Regions from separate parts of the Mus musculus genome. Here region 2 is linked to region 1. Evidence: chromatin contacts called from public HiChIP or PLAC-seq data. All regions are on one chromosome and are shown on one strand. Each heading gives the region's core, a stretch centred on a gene start, on an enhancer-like site or on the middle of the called end of the contact. The rest is flanking DNA. Distances are from core to core; before and after follow the strand shown. Region 1 has its middle 23 kb from the start of Hpf1. Region 2 holds the start of Cbr4 (carbonyl reductase 4).

Region 1 (6,114 bases), core at 2,538-5,037:
TGTATTCCTATAAAGCTTGACATCACACAAGTGAGTCAGCAGAAACCGTCCTCTTTCCCACACCTCCTATTTACCGACAGTCACCCTAAACACGGGCACCCATTCCATGAAGCACTTTATGAGACAGAGAGAATTTTTTTTTCCAAAATAGTATTTTTATTGATTCTCTGGGAACTTCACCTCCTAGTCCCCGCTTACACTCGCTTCCCAGTCCTTCATGTCCATCAGCCCCTTTGCCCTTGCGACTTCCTCCCACCAAGGTGGCAATAACAAGAAAAGAAACAAGTCCAATTTGGTTTGTCCACATACCTACTAGAGCGTGGTTCAGCTCCCAGTCGCCTGCCGCTAGAGAAAACTGAGTGCTCTCCACCTGCACCCTGGGTCTGAGGCCATCATCTGTGGAGAGGCGCACTTCAGCATCCTTATCACCGGCTGTAAGAGTTCTCTTTGATGGCTTCCATTTCTGGCTATTTGTGTGTTGGGAGCCGGGTTGGGGGTGTCAGGGCTCTCACAGAAGCCCGAAGCCTTCCATGTCCCTGCCTGTCTCTCATTTGTGTATCTGCAGTCGTCCTCCTTGACAGCACTACCCCAATAGTGTCTGGAGCTCCAGATCACGGGCCTGAGAGGAAGGGAACCTTTTTTTTTTTTTTTTTTTTCTTATTTTTCCTAAAGACTTATTTATTTATTTTATGTATATGAGTACACTGTACCTGTCTTCAGACACACCAGAAGAAGGCATCAGATCCCATCCACCATGTGGTTGCTGGGAATTGAACTCGGGACCTCTGGACGAGCAGTCAGTACTCTTAACCACTGAGCCATCTCTCCAGCCCGAGGCAGAGAATCTTATCTTAGCCAAATCCTGATGTTCAAAATAAGGATAGCTGTACAGATTTGGCACCTTACCGGACGAGAAGGATTCTATCCCTGTCGCTGGATAATTTGATTCAGCCGGATCTGCCAACTGAGAATTCTGTCTAAGCGCCTCAGAGGAGAGATGTTCAAATCCTGGCCCCGTCTCTTAATAGCTTTTAATCTTGTACAAGTCACTTAACCTTTCCGCTTGCTCATCTTTGAAATGAAAACAGTACCATCTGTCTCCCAACATTGTGAGGAATTAATGACTTCGTCCACGTAAAGTGCTTTAAGCACAGGGTCTAGCCTACATAAACAGCTATTACTCTAGTGGCTACTGCTGCTCACTGAATCTACAGTGTGTTCTCTCTGTAGCCCTTACGTAGAAAAACATATTTCTAGCCTTGAGTCACATCCCTTCAGACAATTTAACTACATCTTACGTACCAGGAAGGCTGGCAGATACAGCCACTGTACAGTTGACTCATGGTATATAAATTTGTATATAATTACATCTTGATGTTCTTAAAAAAACAGTCCTCTAGCCATAATTAATAAATCTCTTTTTTAAATCTAAAAATTGCATATATTTAAATATTTAAAATCACATAACTGCTAGAAGTATTTTTAAGCTATTTCTTCATGAGTCTGTATAATTAGAAAATAAGTAAATAGAAATAGGTTAATTTTGGAAGAATTATCATCTATTTTTCACCTATATGAATTGCTTATATTTTTTTCCACACAAAACTAGACTTAAAATTAGATTTTAAGACAAAAAACAATTCTCTACTTTTAATAGTGCCATTTAAAATGCAAATTTTGTTGCAGATGAGAAAAAATGAAATTTTCACAGCATAAAAATAAATGGAATTCCAGAGTCACTATCATATAAATAGGTGTCCATCTGGCCAACCCTAAGATTGCCAATTTTCTTCCTTCAATTGTTCCCCCAAGTTGAACAAGAGTTTAAACAGCGCCCTCTTGTGGTCGACAAGGTCACTGGCAACCTGGAGTCTAGTCAAGTTCATCTGTCATTTTGTAATTGACTACATGTTCAGTTTTTGCATTATATATTTTATATTTGCTGGCATAATGGGGAAGGAAGACCAGAGGGCACTTAAGTGGATGCTGTTCCTTGAGTGTACAGATGTATCCAGCTTTGAGGTTTCACAGGATCACTCTGTCCCAGAAGGCTGTGCTGCTTCTACTTTGGGGACCATGTTTGTCTACAAGGCCAGAAGGAGCCTTGCTCAGAGCAACTTATTGAGTGAATGGTCACCTACATTTCATTACTTCAACTCCATTATGAGAAATCTCCACATCCAATCTACCTATCTTCAGCTGAAAAGCTTCAGATCCAAAAAAATACAGAACGGGGCCAGGTGAGGTGCTGCACACCTTCGATCCCAGCACAAAGGAGGAAGAGGCTGACAGATCTCTGTGGGTTCGAGGCCAGCCTGGTCTACAGTGCAAGTTCCAGGACATCCCAGGGATGTACAGAGAGAGCCTATGTAAAAGGAAAAAAAAAAAAAAACCTAAGAAAGCAACCTGAATGAAAATCCTCTTTCGTCTAGATTTAACCCACATTTCCTGGTAAATTGTACCACACTCCTTGAAACTCTGCTTTTTTTACTTGGTTCCAGAAATATCTTTGGAGCAGTGATCAGGTGCCAGACCCTGAGCCGGACACAGAGCATACACCAGCAATAAGAACAGCTACTTCTCTGTGAAATCAACGATAGGAAAACCATCCTGAGCTGAATGCTGAACAGTCAGTCATGATGGCACTGGCTGTGGTGGTCACGGTAAATGAACAGGACAGGCAGATTTTGTGTAGAGGGCTACATTATGGACGGGACCTGAGAAAGAATTTACCAGATTAAGGCAGGGTGGGGAAATACTTCAAGTAAGAAAAACAAAATATACAAGAGTTGGGACTCTGTGCAGTAGGAAGGGTGGCAGACTGCAGATGTAAGCCAGGTCAGCATGGGCCAGGGGACACAGGGGGCAAAAGTACTGTGAAACAAGCTGAGCTTTATGGTAGAACCCAAGGTCCATGGATAGAGAGAACCAACGTGGGTCACATGAGTGCCTATACACATACACACAGAGAGAAGGAGAGAGAGAGAAAGAGAGAGACAGAGAGACTGAGAGAGACAGAGAGAGGAGACAGAGAAAGACAGAGTGAGACAGAGAGACAGAGAAGCCAAGTCATGCTGATCTCTGAGGAGCACAGGTGGGCTTTGAGTGTTGTCTTAAAGGCAGTGGGAACTCATGAAATGAATGCTAACATGATAGAGTATTCTTTTGTTTATATATAAAAAAATTCACATTGCATGTGAAGAGAGGACTGAACGGAAGCAGGCACAGCAGTGTGGATACACATCAAAAGGCTACAGTCGTATTCTAGCAAGAACCACTGTTGGCTAGAACCTGGGTGGGTGGGGAGTGAATAAGGAGATGGCCAGAGGTAGCAGAACTCTAGATCTATTTGAAGATGATGCTGGTGAGATTTGATGGTGACATTTTTTAAAGTGGTGAAGGAAAGGAGGTTGTAAAATGCCTGAACAAAACACAGGAGCACTCTCCAATTACATGCATCTCACAGATGATGCTGGATTTGTAGAAACCAGAAAAAGAAAAAAAAAAAAAGCCAACTCCAAAAGTATGCATCCCTGTCACTTCCTTTATGCTGACCTCCCTTCTCTGTAGCTCCTGGGACCCGGTAAGGGGGCTTATTTTATAGCAGTAGCTTTCCAAAGTTAGGCCAAGAAGAATCTTCTGGAAAAACTGAAAGCCCATTATTGGAGGAGCAAAAGGCAGATATCCAGTGCAGAATTCTATCCTCAGCATTGTGTCTATTCCAGGCTCTGAGCTGAACATAAATAGAGCACACATTTCCAACAATATATTCAACAGATTAAGGGAAGTAAAAAACAGAAGTCACACATTTTTAGGTAAAAAGGAAGGAGTGTGAATATACATTGGGATATCTTAGGAGCTACACAAACCATGAGAAATGTTACTTTGAATGCCCTGCTTGTTTCATGCCCATATCTCAATCACTAGCATGAAATAAAAATAGATGTTTTTTTTCTGGCCTCAAAGCAGAAAGAATCATCAAGCCTGTAGAACAAATGCCAGCCTTTTGAATTGTCTGAGAGCTAAAATTAGTCTGAATGAGGAACCTCACTCTGTCAGCTGAGGGAGACAACCGAATGTGGGAGGCCAGCTGAGGACACGGCTGGAGAGTTTTGCATAGACGCGTCTGAGAGATGGAAAAAAACCTAATTTCCATTTACAGGAGAAACAAATATGAGGAGGAGAAGGAGTGAAGTGTCCTTTGGTGGCTCAGTAGTTCATTCCAGAGCAGATGACAGGACAGTGTTTCACAAAACCATTTCATCTCTTTGGAGACATCCACAGGTCTTTACCACCTCAAGGTCACAAGGAGGAAAAAAAAATCCCTTTTATTTGGGAAAAGAAATAAATGTTCTTCTATCTGCTTCAGAGGTGGTAGGGAGTTTACTGTGTTCAGCTTTAGTCCATTTGTCTCTCTCTTTTTCCTTTTGGTTTCTAGGGAGGAAACAGATGCAAGAATGCAAATCCAGGGCTGGGGAGATAGTTCAGTGGGTGACAAGAGGCCCTACCATCTCAGCAATGGGAGGTAGAAACAAGCAGAGCCCTCAAGCTCACTGGGAAACCAGTCTATCTGAGTCAGTGAGTTCCCGGGTCAACAAGAGACCCTGATTCAAAATAAGATCAAGAGAGATTTAGGAAGGCACCCTCCCTAGGGTTTCCATTGCCGTGAAGAGACACCATGACCAGGGTGACTCTTATAAAGAAAAACATTTCATTTGGGGCTGGCTTACAGTTTCATAGGTTTAGTCCATTCTCATCATTGGTAGGAAGCACGGCAGCATGCGGGCAATGTGGTGCTAGAAAAGGAGCTGAGAGCTCTACATCTTGATCCACAGGTAGCAGGGGAAACACTATGTACCACTGAGCTTAAACATCTGAGATCTCAGAGCCTGTCTCCACAGTGACATGCTTCCTCTAAGGAGGCCACACCTACTCCAAGAAGACCACACCTCCTAATAGTGCCACCCACTATAGGCCAAGCATTCACAAACATGAATCTATGGGGGCCATACCTATTCTAACTGCTACAGCAGCAGTGGACCTGGACCTCCATATAAACATGCACAATGTAAATGCAAGCACAAGCATACAGTTTTAAATGTAAAGACTTCATTAGAGCCCCACCTTTTCCTTTGCACTGTTCCTCCTCTGAGTGTGACTGCTGAGTATGCACCAATGACTTTCCTGCCTGCTGACAGCCATTTCAGAGCCTACTTCCCAGGGAACACATTGGGATCGTGTCTATTTTCCAAGAGAGAGGAAGGAAGATTCTTAGCTTAGATGCCCAGTTATCTTTGGGTCTTTCTTTTCCATGAGTACGTGAAAGGGTAGAAACAAGAGGATCCACTTACAAAACATTCAAAACCAACCTTGTATGGCTATAAACCATTGGCAACTTTCAGCCTGTACATTAATCTCTGTAAAAATAAGGACTCGTGACTGCTGTGATCTTGTGTAGGCCTTCCATTCCTTGCATGGAGTTGGGAGAGGCTCATGAGGCCCCACCCCTCCCTAAGGATCTAGAGATAGTTCATGTTTGCTAGGTAGGCAGGGATGCAGAGGCATAAGCACTGGTAGGTGGCGCATACCTTTGTAAGTAACTCTAATAAAATTCATGGGGTCAAAATGGAGAAGGGAGGGGACTGGGAATGACCGTTGGGTGGGAGGACCTGGGAGGAAGAGCTTTTGTGTTTAAGGGATGGCTTTACCTACTGGTGGTGTACATCTAGAAGAAAGTCACAAGCCTCACAGAGTTACTGTCGTTTCTGTGTAGAGGCCATATGAAGAGACAGTTGGGGGGCGGGGGAGGGGGGAATCTGATTCTTGATTCCAGTCTTGAAAGGTACACAAATATGGAACAGGAATTATACAAGTATGTGTCTGGCATTTGCTTGATTAGCAAAAGTTTGTTCTAGATAAAAAGGGGTTAAATGAGGTGAGTGCACTGTGGGCATTATTAAGAATCTATAAGGCTGTGCTCCAATGCATTCTCTTTGGCCATGTGTCTATTTTAATGCACTAGCCTGGTTTCACCTTGACCCGCCAGGTCAATCACTGCAGTCTGCATATTTTTGCCATCACTGCTCATGCGTGCACAGGAAGATCTGAGTTTAA
Region 2 (5,944 bases), core at 3,110-5,609, 620 kb after region 1:
TCCAGGGTGGAACCCAGGTTATCAGGCTTATACAGCAAACACTCTCTGAGCCATCTTGCCTGCCCTCTACCCATCTTTTCTCTTTTAATTTCATACAATCTCCATGTGTTAATAAATTGCCTAAGCTATTCTTGAACTCATTCTGTAATCAGGGTAGGCTTTGAACGTTCGAACCTCATTCCTCAGCTCTCCAGGGACTTTAGGGATTATAGACTTTCATGGCCAAGGCTTGACCACTTTTGCCTTTTAAAATAATTAGCTCTATACCCTAGATAGGGGAATAATACTCCTTCCACAACCCATAGACTAACAAGTAAAAAAAAAAAAAAACAAGACAAAAACAAACAAACAAACAAAAACAGTGTCAAGTGTGAGATATCACCCCTAAAGTTGTCAATCAAGGGGAGACTAGAGACCCTCAAGACAATGCAGGGGGTTGCCATTACTCTTGGTGAAGACCCTACTGCTGAAGACACCACACACTTTGCCATCGGACTGGGAGACATCAAGCTGGTACTCATCAGACACCTTCTTTCCTGTTCATTAGCTTTCATAGTAGGAAAAGGAGCTAAGTAGGCTGCTTGAGGGTAAAAGCATCAGTAGTCTTGATATGAACCTGGAATGCTGCACTAAGAAGTGTCCTGGAAAGAACACGCCCACAGGTGCATAAACGTTATGGATGTAACCAACAATTTTCTTATAGGATTTAAGTAATAATAAGAAAGTAATCGTTCAACAAACCCAAAAGAAGATAGCCAAACAAACATAATTCCACCTCTAACAACAAAAATATCAGGAAGTCAGTCACTTTTCCTTAGTATCTCTTAATATCATTGGGCTCAATTCTCCCAAAAAGACAAAGACTAACTGACTGGATATATAAACAGGACCTAGAATTTTTGCTTCATACAGGAAACAGACCTCATCAACAAAGACAGACACTACCTCAGAGTAAAAGGTTGGAAAACAATTTTCCAAGCAAATGGTCCCAAGAAACAAGCTGGAGTAGCCATTGTAATATACAATGAAATCAAGTTTCAACCAAAAGTTACCAAAAAAAGACAAGGAAGGACACTTGATACTGGTCAAGGGAAAATTCCACCAAGATGAACTATCAATTCTGAACATGTATGCTCCACTATCAATTCTGAACATGTATGCTCCAATTGCAAGGGTACCCACATTCATAAAAGAAATTTTACTAAAGCTCAAAATAGCACATCCCATACAATAATAGTGGGAGACTTCAACACCCCACTCTCAGCAATGGACATGGAAACAGAAAGTAAACAGAGACACAGTGAAACTAACAGAAGTTATGAACCAAATAGATTTAACAGATATTTATAGAACATTTCATCTTAAAGCCAAAGAATATACCTTCTTCTCAGCACCTCATGGTAGCTTCTCCAAAATTGACCATATAATTGGTCACAAAACAGTCCCCAACAGATACAAGAAGATTGAAATCATCCCATGCACTCTATCTGATCACTAAGGGCTAAGGCTCATTTTAAATACCAAGAAAAACAACTAAAAGCACACATACACATGGAAGCTGAACAACACTCTACTCAATGATAACTTGGTTAAGGAAGAAATAAAGAAAAAATTAAAGGTTTTTCAGAATTTAATGAAAATGAAGACACATTATACCAAAACTTATGGGACACAGTGGAAGCCATACTAAAGGGAAAACTCATAGCTCTACGTACCTCCAAAAAGAAACTGGAGAGAGCATACACTAGCAGCTTGACAGCATACCTGAAAGTTCTAGAACAAAGAGAAGCAAATATACTCAAGAGGAGTAGATGACAGGAAACAATCAAACTCAGGGCTGAAATCAACCAAATAGAAACAAACAAACAAACAAAAAAAAACTATCCAAAGAATCAACAAAACCAGGAACTGGCTCTTTATGAGAAAATCAACAAGATAAAGCCTTAGCCAGACTAACCAGAGGGCAGGGAGACAATATCCAAATTAATAAAATCATAAAATGGAGACATAACAATGAAATATATCTTAAAATAATTATTCTGTTTGTTGAATATTAAGAGTTGAAAATATTAAAATCATGTTCTATAAAAAAAAGAAAAACAAACAGACAAAAAACAAACAAACAAAAAAACCCCACAAGAAACATAGAGAAACATACAAGGAAATTTAGAAACCCCAAATTAGAAACCGCAATATACAAGCAAAAGAGTAGTAAGGTTTAAAAAAATTGTTCAAATGGGGCAAGATGAGACAAAAAAAAATTCCAAACATACCAGTGAGTTTCTTTGGTGTCAGCAGTTTACTGCTGGCCTTGGCCTTACCCTTTAGTGTAGTTTGTATATTCAATGAAAGTCTGCTGGAGCAAACTAATTTTCCTTTGCAAGCAGTTATTAATAGGAGGCAGCTTCTGGGTTAAGGCTGGAAATCCATGTCCACTTCTCCCTCTTGCTTGGACCCATTTGGCTTGGACCTGTGTAGGCTCTGTGCATGCTACTACAGTTTCTGAGTTGATATCTACATCAATCCTGGCGTCTAGAAGACACTTTCTCCTTAGTGTCTTTCTTCCCCTCTGGCTCTTACACTATTTCCACATCTTTGTTATAGATCCCTGAACCCTGAGCAGACGGGTTTAATGAAGATATCCCATTTAGAACATATAGTGAGTATCCCAACCTCTAACTCTCTGCACACTGTCCAGGTGTGGCTCTCTGTTAGTTCCCGTATACTGGAAGAGGAAGCTTCTCCGGTGAGGGCTGAGTATGACATTGACCAAGGGAAATAGCAGAATGTCATTTGGAGTCTTTTTTATTGCTACATTACTTCATCAGGACAGTGATATTTGTCGTAGGTACTTCCCCTAGGCCTATTTAGTCTCAGGTTTTTGGTCACCAAGTATTGACAGGCTTAGCTTCATGGGGTGGGCCTTAAATCCAGTCATGGTTTTTGCATAAACATTGTTTATGTAACCAACAACTATTGCATGGGCATGTCACATTCAGGGCAGATTGTCATTGTAGATCTAGGGGTGTTTAGTTGAGTTGGTATTTACCTTTCTTCTCTGACAACCAACATATTTGAAGATTGTCTCCAATACCCAGTGGAACACACACACACACACACACACACACACACTCACACCACTAGCTAGACTTGATGGGTTAAAAATATGTATGGCTTTGTTTTATTACAATGAAAAACTTCATAAAACATTGGAACATGGGATTTGTAGCAACATAAATCTGGTCATTCATGTTTTGCTTAATAAACTATATAGTATTCTCTTTAAGGTAAAAAAAAAAGAAAAAGAAAAACTTTAAAATTAATGTGCAACTTTTCTGGTAGGTCCCCACCCCTCCCCAATTTAGAAATCAATACTCAGACCCGGCTTTGCCAGCTTGCTGTGCCTTCAGTCCTCACTGGCCTTTTGATTTCTGGTGTTAATACAACTTTGTACTTTAATAAACAATTTAGCCCATTAGAGTTTTATGTGAGTTAGTCCTGTTGCTCCAGAATTCTCCCTACCTCCAATAGGGACTATGGTCTACTTTTTTATTTAGTACACTAATATTCTGTCAAGAAATGTTCTCTTTACACTAGAATGCTAACAAATCATGCCATTTATTTATTTATTTATTTATTTATTTATTTATTTATTTATTATCTGTTTATTTGGGAGGCATGGTTGAGACAGAGTTCTCTGTGCAGCCCTGGCTGTCCTGGAACTCTAGACCAATCTGGTCTTCAACTCAAGAGATTTACCTGCCTCTGCCTCCTTAGTGTGGGATTAAAAGCATGCACCACCATGCCCAGCTAACTTTTTCTTAAAAAAAAAAAAAAAAGCACTCAGGATATCTTATTTAGGAGTATAGGAACCCAATATTGCCAATAATGACCTAAGCTTGCTCTTTAATCTTTACTCTATTCTGATCAGTCGAAGAGCGTGGAGGCCCATACCTGTAGATGCCAGCAGCTCTGTGGAGGCTGAGGGAGGAGAATCATAGAGAATCTGAGGCCAGCCTGGGTAACATAGCAGGTCTTTTCCTCAAAAAGAGGAGTACAAGCATTTATTGAATCCCTCTACACAGTGTTCTTTCTTTGTTGCTGTCTTTGAGACAAGATCTCACTCTCTAGACCAGGCTGGCCTTGAACAGTGATGAGTGAACAGGCCTGAGCCACCACACACGGCTTGTGCTCTTTGACAGGACATTTACCCTCATAGAACTAACCAGGCTTGGGAATAGGCATCCAGCAGCAGTTACTAAAATGCTCACAAGTGCAAGAGAGTAAGGACTACAAGTCCCAGAATGCAATGCAACCCTCGAAGAGTCCGTGTGCACTGACGTCTAATCCTCGCGCCTTGTTTTGTGGCCTGGGTTGTCTGTTGAAAGGAGAGCATACTGGTTTTGTCAGTAGCTGTGTCTTTTATTACAAGTTCTGAGTCTCAGGGATCCATCTTGCTGGTCCGCGGTCCAAGATGGACAAAGTCTGTGCGGTTTTTGGAGGCTCCCGGGGGATCGGCAGGGCGGTAGCCCAGCTAATGGCCCAGAAGGGTTACCGTCTGGCGATCGTCTCCAGAAACCTGGAAGTGGCCAAAGTCACCGCCGGCGAGCTCGGCGGTATGTACCGGAAGTGTCCTCGCCGTGCGACCAAGGTGCAAGTCCTTGAGTTCCAGTCCACGGGCCCTGCCCATGTACCCGGGTTTGCGCCCCAGATCGCTCGTGCCCCATGACCAAACACTCACAGGGGCTCTCGCCTACTCCAGGCAGATTCTAAGGACCCCTGACAAGTAGTTGCCTTCCCCGCGGCCAGTGCTGATATTGAGAGCTGCCTTGCTCTGGCCTCTGGGAGGAGAGAATGGACGCGATTATACTGAAAGTAGAGAAGTCAGATACAAATGGCTAGATTGCATTTTGCTGAGAGCTCTTGCCCTTTGCGAAGGCACCCGACAGTATTTCAAAGAGAAACTCTTGATAAGTCAGGGTTGCTTCTCCAAGCCCATCAATGACTTTAGTAAGTTACTAATTTGTTTTCCCAGGCCCTTTGATTGTATTCCTATTCCAGCCCCCCCCCCCCCAACCCCAGGTTATTAACGGATTAGTCATTGCATTGCAAGTTTAAGTCTCGTTTGGAGAAGACAACTTGAAGAATGGAGAAAAATACATGTCACTATCAGGAAAGCATTGGGTATCTTGTAGGTCTAAGAGTGTCTGGTGCCGACTATATTTCTTTACTTATGTGGAAATAGCCTTGATATGTAACTCACACTGGCTTTGAACTTGTGGATCTCGTGTCTCAGCTTCCCAGTTGCTGAGATCTCCTTACTGTGATGGGACGGTGATGTCTTTAGTACAGAGTACACTCTGAACCTGCGGTGTGGTATCCAGCTTTCTCGGACATAGGGTCTCACTACGCAGCCTAGGTTTCCCTTGGATCAGGAGCTGGTCTCTGCCTCCTCCGTGCTGGGAACACAGGGGAACACATCTGTTCACCTTGGGTGTGAACACGAGCCTCAACACCTAGCCAGTCAGCATTGCTTCCAGTTTGCTAGATACTCCACCTTGCCCTGTGGTACTAGTTACCTGTTCTTCGGCTCTCCATCATATAGTTGGTTCATCTTGATGTATCCCTATCATAAATTGAGGAGCATATATATTAATATGGTAGCTTATCAGATAGGGAATATGTTTACTTTGAAGTCAGGGTTGCTTCCCCAAGCCCATCAGTGACTTCGTGAGTTTGGTGATAGGGATCAGGGAGTTCTATGGAGCCACCTCTCTTGTCCATGCTGGCCACAACCTTACAGTAGTAATCTCCTATCCCAAAGCTGAGACGGAAGGTATACACTACCATGCCCAGATTTAATTGCAGTTTTAAAAATCACATTTATTCATTTGGTTGGATGAGTACATCTATGTCATTGTGCACCTGAGGAACTCAGAGGACA

Evidence for each region. HiChIP or PLAC-seq counts read pairs in DNA pulled down with a chosen protein or histone mark.
Region 2: a contact with region 1 is called in an H3K4me3 HiChIP or PLAC-seq map of pro-B cells, with 5 times the contacts expected there. The contact joins the promoter of Cbr4 here to the enhancer-like site in region 1. A contact is called at or near these places in 4 of 39 promoter capture datasets (the C10 cell line, embryonic stem cells and pre-B cells), 1 of 484 Hi-C or Micro-C datasets (spermatogonial stem cells), 3 of 115 datasets of contacts at active chromatin or transcription factors (microglia, pro-B cells and stem cell-derived neural progenitor cells) and 3 of 9 other capture datasets (adipose tissue, embryonic stem cells and liver).

Annotation. Positions count from the first base shown.
Region 1 is chr8:60,863,879-60,869,992 of GRCm38.p6, forward strand. No RefSeq gene overlaps it. Among named protein-coding and RNA genes, the nearest start is that of Hpf1, 23 kb to the right of the region's middle. Within about 2 kb of position 3,788, at least 44 of the 459 cell types and tissues checked have an H3K27ac peak or open chromatin away from gene starts, as enhancers often do. A contact at or near this core is called in microglia and pro-B cells, where this site is marked.
Region 2 is chr8:61,483,375-61,489,318 of GRCm38.p6, forward strand. It overlaps Cbr4 (carbonyl reductase 4), which reads left to right and starts at 4,360. Exons shown (of 5, transcript NM_145595.2): 1 at 4,360-4,616. The coding sequence starts at 4,475.